Regions from separate parts of the Mus musculus genome. Here region 1 is linked to region 2. The links are chromatin contacts, called in public Hi-C maps. All regions are on one chromosome and are shown on one strand. Each heading gives the region's core, a stretch centred on a gene start, on an enhancer-like site or on the middle of the called end of the contact. The rest is flanking DNA. Distances are from core to core; before and after follow the strand shown. Region 1 overlaps Hdx (highly divergent homeobox). Region 2 holds the start of Rps6ka6 (ribosomal protein S6 kinase polypeptide 6).

The links. Hi-C and Micro-C count contacts between places; a contact is called where the count stands out from the background.
Region 1: a contact with region 2 is called in a Hi-C map of extraembryonic ectoderm, with 4 times the contacts expected there. The contact joins the enhancer-like site here to the promoter of Rps6ka6 in region 2. A contact is called at or near these places in 5 of 39 promoter capture datasets (embryonic stem cells, liver, stem cell-derived epiblast-like cells and 1 more), 24 of 484 Hi-C or Micro-C datasets (the HL-1 cell line, differentiating embryonic stem cells, embryonic stem cells and 5 more), 3 of 115 datasets of contacts at active chromatin or transcription factors (embryonic stem cells, extraembryonic endoderm stem cells and trophoblast stem cells) and 2 of 9 other capture datasets (adipose tissue and liver).

What each region holds. Positions count from the first base shown.
Region 1 is chrX:111,642,517-111,646,550 of GRCm38.p6, forward strand. All of the region lies in intron 4 of Hdx (highly divergent homeobox), which reads right to left. Among named protein-coding and RNA genes, the nearest start is that of Hdx, 53 kb to the right of the region's middle. Within about 2 kb of position 2,480, at least 10 of the 459 cell types and tissues checked have an H3K27ac peak or open chromatin away from gene starts, as enhancers often do. A contact at or near this core is called in extraembryonic ectoderm and trophoblast stem cells, where this site is marked.
Region 2 is chrX:111,536,554-111,540,779 of GRCm38.p6, forward strand. Rps6ka6 (ribosomal protein S6 kinase polypeptide 6) reads right to left here and starts at 1,406. Exons shown (of 25, transcript NM_025949.3): 1 at 1,268-1,406.

The DNA of each region.
Region 1 (4,034 bases), core at 1,230-3,729, 110 kb after region 2:
TTTTTTTCTTGGATATTTTCTTTATTTACATTTTCTTTATTTACATTCCAGGTCTCCCCTTCAGAAACTCCCTATCCCATCCCCCTGCCTTTATGAGGGTGCTCCCCCACAATTTGGATGAATGTTTGCCTGAGTGTATCTTTGTACATCATATGTGTGTCTGGTGTCTATGGAGACCAGGTTAGGGCATTTAATCCAAAAGAACTGGAGTTATAGACTTTGGTAAGCCACATGTCCTGGGAATAGGTCCTGGAAATCAAACCTGGATCTTCTGGAAGAGCCCACGGTGCTTTTATCTGCTCAATCTTCTTTCTAGCTCCAAGACCTGGACATTTAATGGACATATTGAAAGCTAGTGTTCTCAAAAAACATATCTGCCAGTCCAGCCAGACACTATCAGATCTAAAGTCACATATTAATCCTAATGCAGTGATAATGGGTGACTTCAACGCCAATTCTCACCAATAGAGATTATTTAGGCAATAATTAGATAAACTCTGGAGTCAAAAAAAGTCATATATCAAATGGATCTAACAGATCTCTGGAGAATATTCTACCCAGATGTCCAAGAATATACTTTCTTCTAGCAACTCACAGAACTTTTTTTTCAAGGGACCACATATTAAGACACAAAAAAGTCTCAACAAATATATGAAAACTGAAATAGCATCCTATATCCTATCTGATGACTATGGATTTAAGCTGGATATTACCAACAATAAAAAAAATGACAGAAGGGGGAAACTGGGTTCCAGTAGTTAATGATCTCCTGATCCAAGATACCTAAGTGGGGGAGGTGCATTAGCCCGCCATCCTCACATTTATGTTTCATTATCTACAAACTTTCTTTTATTTTTTCATTTTTTAAAAATTTAATCCGTTTTTACAGCCCAGATTTTATCCCCCTCTGGGTCCACCCATTGACTGTTCCACATCCCATACCTCCTCCCCCTATCTCCACAAGGATGTCCCCACCCCCAACGCCCCACCCTACCAAGACCTCCCTACTTCCTGAGGCCTCCAGTCTCTTGAGGGTTAGGTGCATCTTCTCTGACTAAACCCAGACTCAGTAGTCCTCAGCTTGTGTATGCTGCCTGTTTGGTGGTCCAGTATCTGAGAGATCTCGGGGGTCCAGATTAATTGAGACTGCTGGACCTCCTAGAGGGTTGCCCTCCTCCTCTGCTTCTTCCAGCTTTTCCCTAATTCAACCACAGGGTTCACCAGCTTCTCTCCACTGGTTGGGTGAAAATATCTATGTCTGACTCTTTCAGTTGCTTTTTGGGTCTTTCAGAGGCCAGTCTACAAACTTTCTTAACCCACTAGTCTCCATGATCTCCTCCTGTTTTTAACTCTAAGCTATGCAAGTCACTTCTCTAAAACTACTGATATATCTCGACAAAGATGTCTTTCCCTAAATACAACTATACTTACCTTTTATTTATTTGTTTACTGCCTTCTCAAAACCCCTTCTCATGATTTCTCTGAGATATTAGACCATGTTTTAAAGCCTCTTCCAAACATTTCTGCTTCTCCTTTACCTGCTATAGTTCCCACACAGTTGATAGATAGGGTCATAACCAAAATGCAGGAACCAACTAAGAAGGGCTATGCTATGGCTACCTCAGACTCAGTTTTGGAGTTGAGGACCCCTCCCACCTGTAATCATTTTACAACCTATGAGCTTCTTGAACTAACCCGTCATAACAATAGCCAAGGGATCACCAATAAAGTATCTATACTAATTCTATATATGCCTTTTATATTATCCACAACCACATTCTCATTTTTGGAAGGAGAAGGGCTTTATATCTTCTAAAGGATATCGCATAACTAACACCATCTTTTTTTTTCTTTTCCATTTTTTATTAGGTATTTAGCTCATTTACATTTCCAATGCTATACCAAAAGTCCCCCATAGCCACCCACCCCCACTCCCCTACCCACCCACTCCCCCTTTTTGGCCCTGGCGTTCCCCTGTACTGGGGCATATAAAGTTTGCGTGTCCAATGGGCCTCTCTTTCCAGTGATGGCCAACTAGGCCATCTTTTGATACATATGCAGCTAGAGTCAAGAGCTCTGGGGTACTGGTTAGTTCATAATGTTGTTCCACCTATAGGGTTGCAGATCCCTTTAGCTCCTTGGGTACTTTCTCTAGCTCCTCCATTGGGAGCCCTGTGATCCATCCATTAGCTGACTAACTAACACCATCTTAATCCCCAAAATACTACAAACTGCCTCTTTACAATGGCAGGCTCTTATAAACCTAGAAAAGCTGAAGACTGGTAGGGAGGCTAAATTTCAGGCCACATATTCCATTCTCCTTTTTGCGTGCTGTCTTTTAATGTTTTTGTTACTCATCTACATTTAGAGTGGGGGGTTATCCCAGGAAGGTGCTACCTTAGATCAAGGCTGGTTTATAAAACAAAGCAAAAGATTAAACTAAGGGGGATACACTTAAGAATGTTGCAGCCCCTTATGCTGTCTGCATGACCTTTTTTCCTCCACGTATCCCTGTGCTCCTGCCCTTTACCTCCGGGGCTAGGCAAGACTCAGCAATTTGCACCTCAACCTCTGCTGTGCAGCTGCAATGACTCATTTGAGAAACTTCTTCCCTGCAGGTCACTTCTGGATCATTATCTTATCAGCACAGAGACTCTCAACATTCCCATTTGTTTCTCAACATCAGCTTCCCAGGCCTCTTCAAATTCCTTGCCCCTTTGTCCTCATTTTACAACTTTTATACATGCTCACATCCACGTCCACAGACATACAGATAGATAGACAGACTAGTACATTTACTTTATGGTGTGCTACGTGGGATCTGAAATAAATATTATTAATTAAACTTAGAACATACGAACTCGTGCTCCTTTCACAAGAGTTGCAAAGGACAAGGGGAAAGCCTGACAAGCTAGCTAGCATTGAAATTGCTTGAGACTGTATCTGTTCAATAGATTCTGACATTGTGGAAAAATATAAACATGTTCTTATATGTTTCTTACATACCATGGTACTCAAGTTAGTCTTTGGTGGAATCATATATGGGATAAATGGATATTTATTCACATCTCTCATAGAAAAGGTACTGTGACAAGGTGACACAGTCAAAGACCAGAAGGAGACAGAGATTATCAGTACCTGAAGACAGAAGTCTGCGTACGTGCGAAAGCTAACAACAACAAAAAAAATAACACCTGGACTCTTTAGCTAGGTTTGCAGGTAAAGGTGAGTCACATAAATTAGCCTATAGAGAGGAGAAGGCTATTTTTCCAAACACAGACACAAACTGAAATGTATAAAGACTATAAACATTAAGAAAAAGAAAAACGGGGAGCTGGAGGTGTTTCAGTGGTTAAGAGCACGGACTGCTCCTCCAGATGTCCTGAGTTCAATTCCCAGCAACCACATGGTGGCTAACAACCATTTGTAGGGGGATCTGATGCCCTCTTCTGGTATGTCTGAACACAGCAACAGTGTACTTATATACATTAAATAAATACATAAATAAATGCATAAATAAATAAACAGAAAAGCTTCTGTAAGGCAAAGAACACTGTCAATAGGACATCATAGCAATCCACAGATTGGGAAAAGATCTTTACCAACCCTACATCCAATAGAGGGCTAATATCCAATATATACAAAGAACTCAAGAAGTTAGACTACTGAGAAACAAATAACCCTATTAAAAATGGGGTACAGAGCTAAACAGAGAATTCTCAACTGAGGAAACTCATATGGCACAGAAACACTTAAGAAATGCTTTCTTTCTTATGTTCAACATCCGTAGTCATCAGGGAAATGCAAATAAAAACAAACCGGAGATTCCACCTCACACCAGTCAGAATGGCTAAGATCAAAAATTCAGGTGACAGCAGATGCTGGTAAAGATGTGAAGACAAGGACACATGCTCCACTATGTTCATACCAACCTTATTTATAAGAGCCAGAAGCTGGAAAGAACCCAGATATCCCTCAACAGAGGAATTGATACAAAAATGTGGTACATTTATTTACACTACAGGTACTACTCA
Region 2 (4,226 bases), core at 156-2,655:
TTGTCTAAAACTCACTCACAGGAAATTCACCGCATACATTTATTTAAAATGTATGCGGCAAGTGAGGGCATCCCATCAGTATACATTCGAATCCCACTAGTGAATCTTGTTAGTTGGGCTTTTTAATACAACTATTCTAAGTGACTTCTCTGTTTGAGAATCTTTGGTACAAACTATGTGCTCCGGTGTGCCTTGAGGGTATGTCAGCAAGTCCAGCTACCTATCTGCAGCCAGACTTCCCGGTGAGAAACACTGTTCCTTTAAATTACTGGCGTCTCAGGTCTGTCAGCCTGTATCCTCCAAGCAGATAGAATCTTATTCTATACGAAAGTCCCATTATGTTTTTACCAAGCTACTGAAATTCTCATCATTTCTTTCCCCCTTGAGCTCTTTGTGGCTTTCAGATCAAGTGAAATGATGTTGTTCCCTGTTATTTTGTATTTCCTGTGAGTAACTTCTAAATACTAACAATCTGTTAAAAAAGAATCGAGTTTGTACCCTAGCGTTTAGAATTATTCCTGAAAACCATAACAGATTTGTAACAGCAGCTGTTTCAGAAGAACACAAAATTTCAATTTTATAAAGGCAGAAAAATATGATTTAGGCAGAGCTAAAGTTTACAAATGTTGATAGTACAGTTTTGTTAGATTGTCACATTGCTAATAGTTCACTCTCAAATAGAATACATCTACGACACTGCCTTATCTACCTTCCTTTCCTTCTACTTCTCTTTGTTCAGTGGCTTTTGCTTTGTGGCTTCTATGGGAGAATCGGGCATTAGAAAAGTCATCCAGGTCCTTTACTATTCCAACTAAACACGCAGCTTCACCTATATATTCTATATCCCCAGGTCTGGTTCTAACTAGAGCAATGAAGGCTGCATAGACTTACAGGATAGGAGAGAAACTATAGGATCCCTAGTACAGACTGCTCTCAGAGTCCACGTGTTTGATCCGCCCGGAGGAGCCACGTGAAACTTCAGGGGTCCAGACTCGCACAGGTGACTTTCCAAGTCTCTGAGAGGCACCCGGGCAAGTTGCATATGTGGCTATTTTTATTATACTTGCTAAACCAAATAATTTATTACTACTGTTTATAAAGACAATATACCATATTTTAAGATTCAAGCCCCTAAAATCTTGGTCTACCACATTACAAAATTTCCTATTTTCTAAGTAACCTGGAACCTGTAAAATGCATTCCAAACAGACATACTTTTAAACTAAAATAAAAACATATCCCGCTAAGACTGAACGACCTTACTTACCTGAAGTGAGACTTCAAACTGCAGCTCTGAGGTCAGATCAGAGACGGAGGGCGCTTTCACCTAAGGCCGGACTTTCTCACTCCGGAGGCTACTGAGCGTTCTCTGCCCTTTGGAGTCCCAGAGCGAAGTGGCTCAAGCAGAGAACGTCTGTTCACCGGTCTCCCAATTTATATGCTCACTCCCAACAAACAGGAGGGGTCATGACCTAGTCCCAAGCTCTGTTTTCTCTTAGGTCCTACTTATCAGTTCTCAATCAGGACCTGGGTTGAGATGAACGGGTTTGGTATCTTCCATGCAAGGCAGAAATGCACAGTAAAAAACACCAGTGATCCACTCTCATCTAGAAGCAACGCCAGCATTTTTTACTTCCTTGTTCTGTGAGCAGTGCCTCTAGACAAGTTTTAAATGCAAAGAACTTGATTCAGTACTCAATATGTGCAATGGCAAAGGAAATAACGCCTGCACATATGTCCGGAGGAAAATTACTTGTAATAAACCAAAGTTTGGTCTTTTATTCTGTCAAGGATTCAGAGCTACCTGCTTCAGTAACAAAAAACATTTTTTTGTATACTACTGGGCACATGGCATTATGCTAGATGTGCTCATGATTTGATGTTGTTTAGGGAAAATTGGCCTCCTGCTTTTTGAGTAGAGAAACTCCAATTAGGAGTAAAAGCTTCACAAGGCTGTCCCTAGGTCAGTAAACAGAACTGAATAAAATCAGAAGAGAAAAATTTCTCTTTATAACTTGGTTCAAACAAAATAAAGAACCACAGTGCTGAATTATAACTTACTGTGTATATAAAATAAAAACCCATGCATAACAGCTTCTCTATTTGACATTATCATCTACAGCATAAGTAATTGTCATTATTTAAAAATTGAAAATTTTGTACATCAACTCAAAAATAATAAAAATAAAAAATAAAAAAGAATTATTTTAGTTTAAAGTGTAGTCAATAGTTTTATAAAACTATACTGAAAATAAATATATTACTAATTTGTAAAAAATATCAAACCACATTTTATATAAATAAATCAATGAATAAGTAAGTAAATTAAAGTATGTATTAGTAGAAGTTCAGCCAGTAGGTATAAAAAAAGAGTATAAGTAAAAATTATTATTTTGAAACTATCACAATAATAACTATTTCATCCACATATGAAGAAACTAGTAGACTAAACCATTATGAAAATAGAACACATAGATCAAAGCATATGCCTTTAAAATAATTATCAAAAGAAAAAATAATGACTTTAGAACAGAGGAACCAAAGGATCAAAATTAACATCAATTGTAATAGGACATATAGAGATCATTTGTTTCATGAGATAATAAACCTAAAATGAAGAAAATTCTACAAAATAAATATCAAAACTCTTTAAAGGTATCAAGGTCCTGAAAGTAAAAGGAACATCTTAACATCCTAACGCCACTTCACTTTAAAGGAAACCAAGGCAGTTAAGGTAGTATACAGTCTTAAATTTACATATTAGATAAGAAAAAGTTCATTGCCAGGCTTGGTGGCACCAACCTTTAATCCTAGCATTTGAGAAAAAGAGGCAGGCAGATCCTTGCAAGTTTGAGGGCAGCCAGAGCTACATAGATTCTCTCTCTCTCTCTCTCTCTCTCAAAAAAAAAAAAAATAGGGTAGCCATTGGTAGATTTTTAAAAAGGTCTCCAATGGGCTTGGAATGAATCATTTAGATCAGATACTACCATGCTGTAGTTAGTTTCATGATTTTAAAAACTGAAAGATGACAATGATTGGGGAAGTTGATGAAAAGTATTTAAGTATCTGTTCTACTAAGCTGTATACAGTGTATAGCTTAGTGGAACAATGATCCTGGGTTCCAAACAAAACAAAAACCGAAGCTGAGTATATCATCTCAGCACTTGCAGGAGGGATCATTATTGATTCAAGGTGATCTGATCTCCATTAGACTCTGTCTTTTTAAAATTATGTCATATACTTTTTATGTTTTTTTTTCTGTCTGAAATTATAAAAGGCAAAATCAAGACAAAAAACATTTAAAAGTTGAATTGCTAATGAATGCAACACTTGTCTTTGTTTCCTTACTAACTTGCTCCAACATTTCAGATGGGATGTTGCTTGGTAATATTGGCTTGGAAAAATTCAATATGTGTTATGTTGAACAAAGCTCATCTGCTAGCTACACCAAGGCACAGAAGAACCCCAAATGAATTTTTTTTCTCAGATTTAACTATAATTAAGAATAAAGACATACTCAACTAAGACAAAGACCTGTAATTACTGCTGTGATAGAGATTATATAGTGTGTTATAAACACTCAGAAAGAGTTGATTTCCAGCTTGAGTGTATCAGAAAAAAAAAGGCCACTGACAAATTAATCTTTGGGTTAAGATTTGAGAACTAGCAGGATACTGATGGGTACAGTTTAGGAGTTATGGTAGCAAAGGATATACAGGGCTAAGAGACTGAGAATAAGAAACCTCAGAAAGAAAAGGAAGTTCAAAGACCACCCTCCTTCAATGGCTCAGCATAACATATTTGTACTTTTTGTTCTAACATACAAATTGCTATAACTTGATTATTATGCTTTTTGGGTACCGATGAAATTTTAGGCTCACATATGCAGTTTGGGAGATATCTTAGGAATCTATCTAATGACTTCACCTTTCTGCTGAGCTAACTGTGGGGGCTCATCTAAGATCTTACAAAAGGAGTGGCAACAGAAAGTCTAGGACTCCAGGCCTGTCTCCAGGTTTATCACTCCATCTACTCTGACGTTGTGAAACTTTCTTTAAACTTTGAGATCACTGGGATTCATTGATCCTCATGCTAGATTCTCCAGGTTCTTATCATCTCAGGATTAGGTCATCCTGCATCTGGCTCCCTTTCTTTGAGCCTCTCCTATCTTTGTGATAAAGTTTCACAGTGAATATAGGCATAAAGAAACAGTTTCAAGGTACTCT